Regions from separate parts of the Mus musculus genome. Here region 2 is linked to region 1. The links are chromatin contacts, called in public Hi-C maps. All regions are on one chromosome and are shown on one strand. Each heading gives the region's core, a stretch centred on a gene start, on an enhancer-like site or on the middle of the called end of the contact. The rest is flanking DNA. Distances are from core to core; before and after follow the strand shown. Region 1 has its middle 190 kb from the start of Gm36569. Region 2 has its middle 190 kb from the start of Gria2.

Evidence for each region. Hi-C and Micro-C count contacts between places; a contact is called where the count stands out from the background.
Region 2: a contact with region 1 is called in a Hi-C map of forebrain, with 2.9 times the contacts expected there. The contact joins two enhancer-like sites. A contact is called at or near these places in 1 of 15 datasets of contacts at CTCF or cohesin (the NIH/3T3 cell line) and 1 of 484 Hi-C or Micro-C datasets (forebrain).

The regions. Positions count from the first base shown.
Region 1 is chr3:80,077,063-80,081,852 of GRCm38.p6, forward strand. No RefSeq gene overlaps it. Among named protein-coding and RNA genes, the nearest start is that of Gm36569, 190 kb to the left of the region's middle. Within about 2 kb of position 2,944, at least 48 of the 459 cell types and tissues checked have an H3K27ac peak or open chromatin away from gene starts, as enhancers often do. A contact at or near this core is called in forebrain, where this site is marked.
Region 2 is chr3:80,605,804-80,610,593 of GRCm38.p6, forward strand. No RefSeq gene overlaps it. Among named protein-coding and RNA genes, the nearest start is that of Gria2, 190 kb to the right of the region's middle. Within about 2 kb of position 2,853, at least 18 of the 459 cell types and tissues checked have an H3K27ac peak or open chromatin away from gene starts, as enhancers often do. A contact at or near this core is called in forebrain, where this site is marked.

The DNA of each region.
Region 1 (4,790 bases), core at 1,694-4,193:
TTATGAAGAGCTTTCTCCTGTACTGTAGTGACTCAATTTGATTTTATTCAGCTTTACGTCTGTCATAGTTCATATTTGTCTATCTGAAGATATCAATCATGGGTAGATTTTATTTGATAAGAGCATAATTCTCTGTTTTACATTCTCATAAATATATTGTATTTGGATGGCAAGGAGAAATTAATGTGTTACTGCAAGATTCTGAACTCATATTTGAAGGCTTTTGCTGTTTAATGCGTTAGTTGTGCCATATATCAATACTGCAAAGTAGATAAACTTACACTGTTTGTGCTTATTTTTATTTTCTTCTTTTCCATTGACTTCAAATATTATTGCTCCATATGCAGATTAGCAAAAATATGAAAGTGAAAGATTTGCGTATTTGCAATATTTTCTTCTCTCTAAGTTTGAGCTGGTGTGTGTGTGTGTTGGTTTGTTTTATTTTGTGATAGGGTTTCACTATGCAGCTCTGGCTAGTCTGGAACTTTTTATGTAAACCAGGTTGGCCTCAAACTCACAAAGATCTGCCTGTCTCTGTCTCTTGAGTGTTGGGATTAAGGGAGTGTATTAACAAATCCAGCATACATGTTTTATATTCTTGAAAAGGAGTAATGCTATTTAACTTGCTGCACTGAACAGATGAACTTGAGGCAGGCTATTCCTCTTTATTAGCTTAAGTGAACAGTACTAAAATTCTAGAAGTTTCCACTCACCTGTGGGAGGATGAGAAACACAATAGGGAGTGAAAAGACAGAGGTCTGGTGAGGCTGCATCGATACTAATGTGTGAGCGCTTTATAACACAAAGCAAAAGGGTGGAACATAGGCTCTCATTGGTCAAGCTTTCAGTGCTAAAAGAGCCAGAATCCTTTGAAGTCATAAGCTGGGGTCAAGTTTCTCATGTCACTGTATAGCAGAGACCAAGGAGGTTACCAATGATGGCTGTGGTTTCAGGCTCTGAAAGAAGATGGCTTCCAATAAAGCATTTCATAGTTGCTAATGTGTAGCAGCATCTCATGAATAAAGAGGCCACGATGCTGGTGTTGATGAGGACTCTGAACAAGAATGCGTTCTAAGTGGTGGTTTGCATGGGAATGCCTCCCATAGGCTCAACTCATATGTTTGAATACGTGACCCCCAAATGATGGGACTGTTTGGGAAGGATTAGGAGGTATAGCCTTGTTGGAGGAGGTGTGCATTTGAGGGTGAGCTTTGCATTTTAAAATCCCATGCCATTCCCAGTTAGCCCTCTCTGCCTTGCATTTGTGGACCAAGATGCAAGGTCTCAGCTACTGCTTTAACTGCAGCCATGCCAGCCTGACGGCTGCAGTGCCATAATGGTCATGGACTCACCCTCTGAAACTATAACCCCAAATAAATTCTTCTATAAGTTGTCTTGGCCATGGCATCTCTTGTGCCACCAATAGAAAAGTAATGAAAAGGTGACATTTTAGATTGGGTTTTCCTTTTGTTTTAGTTTCATTTTTTGGTTGTTGCTCTTTTTACCTTTTGAGATAGGCTCTCTCTAAATTGCTGGCCTTCAATTCAATTGTCTCTGCAGGAAGCAGATCTTGAACTTGTGATCTGCCTGCCTTGGCCTCCTGAGTAGCTAGGATCACTGGTCTGTGCCATCACTCCTGTCTATCTTGTGTTGCAAGAAACTTTCTGAAATGCTCACATATCTGGGGGACTAAGTTTCTGGGAGCAGGTAGCATAGTTCTGAATGTGAAAAGGTCCTTGTTCTCCTTTTAATGTTAAGTCCACTGAGTTTAGATCAGTGCAACTATGAAATGAAGGTAACCTTTACAACTTCTTATAGCTTATGGCTGCCCACCCCCATTCTTTCTATTATCTGCTGAAAATAAAAGCCTGAAGGTGGAGATCTATATTGCTTTTAAGAGCATATTGACGCACTGAGCTGGAAATGGCAGTGCTTTTAATAAGGTACCAATGACACAAATACTATCAAAATGTTAGTTTTGTGGTCCTTTACTTAGAGCAGTGTGGTGTTTTGGTAAATAATATTTAAACTCAGAGCAGTAATTAAGTTACATGACCATGCCTCATGACAGTCTGTTAATATTCTCTTCATTATGGAATTTGGCCTTCAGTGTCCAAAGGGGAACAAGGAGTCACCATCAAATTTGCTAATAAGGGATTAAGTAGAAACTTGACAGCTGCTAATCAACTGGCCGTGCCTTTTGGGTGTTGCTGGAAGTCATATCGAAACTGTTTTATTCCCTTATTAGTGCTGGGGTGAAAGGGGATACTAGGTATGTTCTCTGCCTCTGAGTCCCAAGTCCAGCCTGTCTCTGTCTCTGTCTCTGTCTCTGTCTCTGTCTCTGTCTCTCCTCTCCTCTGTCTCTCTCTCTCTCTCTCGCACCCCCTCCCACTCCTCCATTCTGTCTCACAGTTGTATTTGAACTTTTGACCCTCCTGTCTCAGCCTCCTGAATAGGTAAGATCCCAGTCCTGCATGGTGCTAAGTCAAAGTGGCTCCAACTTTATGGAGATAGTCAATTTGCATAGGAGTTTCTTAGAGAGAGACTAATATTCTCTAAGGTTTACCAAGTACATCAGTCTCTGACTTGGTCCAATTTAGCTTGTGGATTTAGCATGCCGATTAAATCTGAGGAGAGAATTTAGTTACCAAGTTTTTCTTTTCGAATCATTTCGAATTTTAAGTATACACATTTTGCAAGTCCTTCTTTTACAGACAGCTTTAGGTTGGATGCTGAAGGAGAGAGAGGATAACAGAAACGAGAAAAAGCTAAAGGGATGTGTAAGGAATAGAAGAAGGCTAAAAAGCTGAAGAACGGCAGAGAGGTTAGTGAGAGGGGAAAAAAAAAACAAAAAAACAAAAAAACAGAGAGTACGGAGTACAGGCTCTGCGCCACTAGAGGGCAGGGCAGCACTGGGTAGAACGCCATCTTTAGCAAGTTCTTCCCCCTCTAAAAAGAAACCTGGGGCTGAAAATGAGAAAGGGAAGAGGGAAGGCATGGAGGAAATTAGGAACGAAGGGAGTGCAGTTGGGTGTAAGACAAGTTTCTTTTCAGATTCAAGCACGAGAGCAAGAGGAAGAGAGGAAGGATCATTTTTCTGTACCCTGACAAGACTTAAAGTGAATGTTTCCCAGCACCTGAAAGGCAGGGACTGAAAGACTACCATTTGTTGCTCACCTAAGGATTTTCCCCCTCTTCTTCCCGGAAATGCTCAATCTTAACAATAGATCTTTCCAAGAACTGTCTGGGAAGTATAAATAGCTGGCTGCAGCTACAGTTTGAGATTTTGACGTTGCTGTCTATTTCTTCTGCTTCTGGTTTTTACAGAGGATTTTTTTTTTTCTCCCAAGTCTCCGTCCGACGCAGCCAACTGAAACAATGTTTTTTTTCCTTTTTCTTTTTTCCCTAGACAAGTAATTTAAAGACCTAACATTTTCCTCTACAGGGAGGGCGTCGACAATAGCAACTCATTGTTTTTAAGTGATTTCATTTAAATCCACATAAAACAAGATGAAGTACGTCACAATGACCCCCTCCTCTTTTTAAGGTTATAACCTATTTTAATGACTGCTTTGATATACGTCGCATGGCATCTTAAAAATTCAGAAACGGATGTCTCTGAATTTAGATTTAGAATCAAGATATGCAGCTTTTAGTACAACATGCTTTTGAGAGAATTGTAAAGATGGCGTCTTGTTAGGGCTTAACAAGAGACGAGCTAAAAAGGCTCCACTGTTCAGTGGAAATAGCTTGCTCCCATCTTCAGTATCTAAAAACTGCGTGTGTGTTTTATTCAATCATTACTTAAAAATTAAGACACTGTTGGGGACCAGAGATAAAATGTGTCTGGAATGTTTTTGGTGAATGTTTCAAGACTGAGAGAAAGTCCTTTTAGAAAGGAATTTGACTATAGGTGGCTCTTGCTTTAAATAGTAGCTGTACCCTCTGAAACATATCTGTCAATTGATTTTTTTCTAAATGGAATTATGTTTTTTTATTGACTCATGAAAATTTCAGAAGTGCTTTTTATTATTTTCCAGTGATATCTACATTTAGCTTTGAGGTTTTTCTTCCTTGCAAGTAAACAATATGAAAACATTCCCAGAAGCGCAATGTTTGTAAAATGTAGGCCTCGGTTTCAGTTGTCTGCAAACAGTTTCTCTGTTCTTTATGTGTTTCAGTCAGGGATTGAATTTTTGGGCAAAGCTAAGCCATTGCTGTGTGTAAACATAGGTCTTGGTTATCGTAGCATTCAGACTGCTCTCAGGCCACTTTTAAAGACACATAAGCCATCATTTCCAGGCCTCACTTCCAGTCTTCAGTGTGATGTAACAGCTGTCTCTTGTTTAGTAGAGGAAATGTCTGAGAGGAAAAACAGTTCCCGAGTTATCCTGTCTACAGACAGCTCTTCCACTATCATTTCCTCATTAGCTGAGAAGCGTGGCAGCATGACTTTGTCGGGAAAGAACAACGATGCTCTTTTCCTGCGACCAGGGAATTTAGAGCTGGGGAAGACGCTTCTTCAAGGCTACCAGGTTTGTTTTAAATTCATAAAATAACCCATTCCCTAAAAGAAGAATGGTAGAATGTCAAAGCTGTTCAGTAAAACACAACTATTTAAACCAAGTGTCAGGTGGGTAGTTAGTTACTCTGGAGACTTTTCTCCCAAAAGAATTTGGAATACACTAACACTAGGTATGAAAAAAGTAAATAAACAAAGAATGAGAAATATATCTTTCATCACGTTTACATGCAGATAAAATCAACTTAAGCACAGAACATGGATAATT
Region 2 (4,790 bases), core at 1,603-4,102, 530 kb after region 1:
AAAGAAATGTGAAAGTATGAATGCATGGCAGGAAATAATATTGACTTGGAAATATTGTCATGAAGCAGGATGAAAAATTGAACGAATATAGTTTCCTGCATAAAAACAAAATGCAATGATTCAGTAACTATTTTTTCAAAAGGAACTCTAAGTAGTAATCAGAAAGATCATAAAAGAGCAGATGGTATGAAATTTGAAGTAGCAGAGCTAAGGAAATAAATGAGAAATAAAATCATAGAATTAAACAATATTAAAACTACACAAAGTTAGAAGATATACTACTGAAAATATTAAAACATAAAATACAAATAAAATGGAAATAAATAGGGAAAATGACTTAAAAGAAGATAATGCAGAAAAGATAAAAGTCAATCAATGTATAAAAAGTCAAGTTCTTGGAACATTAAGTCTAAATAACTAAAAGAAATATTCAGAATTATGTAAGCCACATTTTTCAGATGTATTCTGCAAGGATATGAGAGTATCATTAATAGTGTCAGGGGTTGACTCTACATGGGATGGGTCTCAAATAGAGGCCATCATTGGTTGGTTATCCCCTCAACCTCTGCTCCATGGTTGTTGCTGCATATCTTGTATGCAGGACAAATTTGGCGTTGATGGTTTTGTGGGAGGGTTGATGTCCCTTGCCCTCTACTGAAAGTCCTGCCTGCCTACAGGAGATGGCCACTTGAGACTCCATATCTTCTATTGGTAGGATTCTCAGCTAGGCTCACCCCCATAGACTATTTTTACCTACAGAGCCATCCCAGTGCTTCCTTAGAAAGTCCTATATTTCTCAGCCCATCTGATTTTTCTGAATGTACAACCCACCTATTTCCCACCTTGGGCATCTGATCCTAGTGAGCTTCAAAAGATCCTGCACATGTGAGTTGAAGAAAAAGTGGCTATGTGGTCTTTCATTATTATGATGTATTACCAACTTGGGTGGGATGGCATTCCTTCTGGGGGGGGGGAGAGTTATGCTATTTCTATTACTTTTCCTTAAAATTAACAAAATGTCCTTGTTCCAATTTAAAGCAAACTTCTTACCTATTCATTTCCTGGACTGTTCTACCATCCTGTATAAAATAGCTTCAGATCCTTCACACATGTTTTTCACAGCAAATAAAATTATCAGGATTAAATTATCTCACCTGAACTGTAAAACATGATCTACCTTTGTAAATCCAATAGCTCTATTCAATGAATAAAATAAGTTTCTGTAATTTAGACTATTGGAAATTCATAATATGATATCTATTCCAACCTGTATTGGAAATGAGTCTGAAGTGGGAAAATGGTTCTTTCTGATCATTACCTCAAAAGTACTAGAGTGTCAAGATGTCTGCACTCAGAATCAGAAACTTTTTCAATGAAGAACAATACAAAACAACCCTCCCTCCAGAACTAAATACAACCACATAGGGAGCAGCATAGAAATGATAGATTTATTTATTAGTTTGCTATTTGCTATTTGGTTATTTTAGACTTAGTGTGCCCACCAATAGCAATATTTTACATGCCTAAGGATGCTAATATAAAAATATGACAAATATATACATATTTAATCAATTACCACAGTGAAGCAAGTGTTAAAATGGCTCAAACATTGAACTTTAAAAATATAAAATGTTTAAATAAAATTCAAGCTGGTATGCATCCAAGTAGAGAATTGTAAAAGTAAGTAACCAAGTTTTGGGAAATGTAATGGTAGCTTGTGGGCATTACATTTTCCTCTTCTTATGGTCCTTAAGCAAAATGACCTTGTGTAGAGGATAGGAGATGATTTTTAATGATAATGATGAGCTCATGCAATGATAATTAATGGCACTTGCATATGCCAAGAAATAACTTGCTCTTTCAACACCAATTCTTGAAATGATACAAGAAAGTACTTTTAACATGAGTTTCTCATTAAGATTCAATATCTTAATAAACCTGAATAAAGTAAAGAACTTTTATGGCCTTTGGAACATAGCATGAAGAATTTATACCCACAAAAAAGCAAAGGTTTTTAAGAATAAGGGGAGCTTTTTTCGTTTGTGAATACTGAAAAGTGTCTTGTAAATATCCTAATTCCTTTCTTAATATGCAAATCTCTCCCATAAAAAAAGGTTGCTGTCTCTGTAGGCTGGCTGCAATGAGCTTTTCTTTGGTAGCAGCATCTGCATGCAAGTGCACACTAACACTCTTTCACCTTTTTCAATGTCCTCTGGTGCTAATTGGAGATGTTTGTGATGAGCTTTGAATGTGCAGGAAATGCCTAGCAGGAGTCCAGACATTTGCGAATGGAATTTCTGGCTAGCCTGCTATTCACTATCTCTAGTGAGATTTGAGCTGGATTCTTATTAAATCTAAGTCTTCTCTGCAATGTTTAAATCATTATTCATTTTTAGAATTCAACATATATTATTGTAATCTACAGATGTGATTTTAATGTATTCTTTTTGCATGACTCAATCTTAAAATATGGAAATAGAAACCAGTGAAATGTTTATTTCAGGCTTCAAGGTCATGACATTTATTTATGTCATAATTTTCATTACTACTATTAATATTTTGTATTTTCAATGATGTACTCTCCACTGTAAAAATGAGTATTTCTGTTGTTATTATTGAAAATATAAAATGCCTGAACTGAAAGGATTATATTTTTAGAGCTAATTAGTTTTATTTTCAAACTGTCACGCAATGTACCCTTTCATAATAAGCCCCATGGATTCCTAGTAGAAGAAAGAGCTCCTACATCATTTAAAACTGAAAAGAATGTGCTTCTCTGTAGGCGACAGAATAAGAACAAGGGTTTGACTATTATCAAGGGCACAAGTAAGGAAAGGCACTGAGGCAAGCCAGAGAGGACAGGGAAGGTACAAAGTGAACACAGGAAAACCGAGTGGGTGGTCTGACATTAGCTCTCTCTTCCGTTCCTTCCCATGAGCAATTGTTGCTGAACTATGAAGTATTTTGACTAACAAGAGACATTTGTTAACTTCATGCAATAAAGCAGCCCATTAACAAAATGTCAGGGAATCAGTTACCAAGCTGACAACTCATTAGGTCAATAAATTCTGTTTAAGACTTTTGTTAACCATAACCAAGACCTGGAAGCTGACATGGTTGGGAATGAGAAAAGAGAAAATTTAAACAGGATTGCCGTAATCTAAACTCTGTAGGGCAACATTTACAACAAAAGTACACATTTCTTCATCATCACATTCACCATGCAGTCTTTCTCAAGAAGTTATAAAACACACAGTTTCGTAGTGATAATTCTAGACATGATGGTCTACCTTGGGTCACTAAAACATTCTTGTGAATCTAAACCTTTATTGGACAGCAAAGTGGGGTTATGTTGTTTTGTTATTTAAAGCAATCTGCAGACAGTATTTACGGCTATCGACATGAGGTTTAAACATCCCCCATCCTATCCTACAGAATACTCCCCCACTTCCTATATCTCCATATAATGTTTTGGTCTTGTTTCTTAGATTTGCCTCAAACTATTGCCTCTTGTTAACTGATAGTACTGTGTTCAAAGTTCAAGACTTTGTTACCACTTGGTTACGTGAGAGAAAAGCCTCTGCCTTGAGCTTCCTATCTGGGTCAGTTCTGTAATAACACACCATCACTACAGACTGATCATTCTTTCTTTTGTTCAAAGATAACCAATAATTCCCTTCATTACTAGCTTAGTTACTCTTTCCATTTTTAGAATAAAATGCCTGATAAAAAGTAATTAAAAGTATTTCTTTTGCTCATAGTTGCTTGGACCAACAGTCCTTCATGGGTCAGAAGATGTTGTGGAAGTCCTGGGGTCAAGACCAGCTCCTGTCTAAGGAGTGGCAGACACTAGGTAGATCTGGAAACAGAGAAGGCAGTGCTGGCAATCAAATGATTTCTCTTTCTCTCTTTTATTTGATCAGGTCATCAGGTCTCTGTCTCATGAATGGTACTGCTCGCACACAACATACTTTCATTCCTTCAATTACCCTGGAATGTGTGTCTAACAATTCATGAGTCCAAAGGAGTTTACTTTCACAGTAACCACCATGATTGTGTTTTTGTTCTAGAGGAAATCTTCAGAGAGGGCTGAATCACATTTTCAGCATCTCCTCCTCTTATCCGTAGAAAGGAGAAGTAGAGATGCAAAGGAGAAAAGTTATCATTGAAGACCTCCAGTTCTTGGACAGTTTCTTGATGCCTGAGAATTTGAATAAGGACCTTAGGAGATCCAGGCCTAATTCATTATTTGATGGGTGCTAGATTCTCATGGCTAGACAAGATAGCATGCCTATGTGCCTTTAGTTGTGTCTACAATTTTGCAAGAGCTTCAATATATGAAGCTGCAATTATAGAAAATGATCACACTACCACAGCGTTTTGAACATCATATGTTGTATGATACATGTATATATTTACTTAGGAAATACGAAGTACCTGCAGTCATTTTTTATCAATTAAAAGAAAAATGAAAAGTGTCATTAAGGTTTTGTGAATTTTGCATATAACATCACATATTTTCATAAATACATTTGGTAGAGCTTGTGAAGAGTATTTGACAATAATAGAATGCATCAGAAGATCTTATTCCCACTGAGAGGGAAAATATGCTGCTGTCTACCTTTACCTGAAAATGAATGCCTCTCCTGCTCTCCAATTCTTGCTGTCTTGCTATTTCTCTGAAATATTCAAGCCAATCAACCCCTCTTTTGTGGGCAGCAGAAAAAGAAGATGAAAGGTATTTTCTTACATATGCTTAGTCAAAGAAAGAATTCTGTGTGGCAGAAATA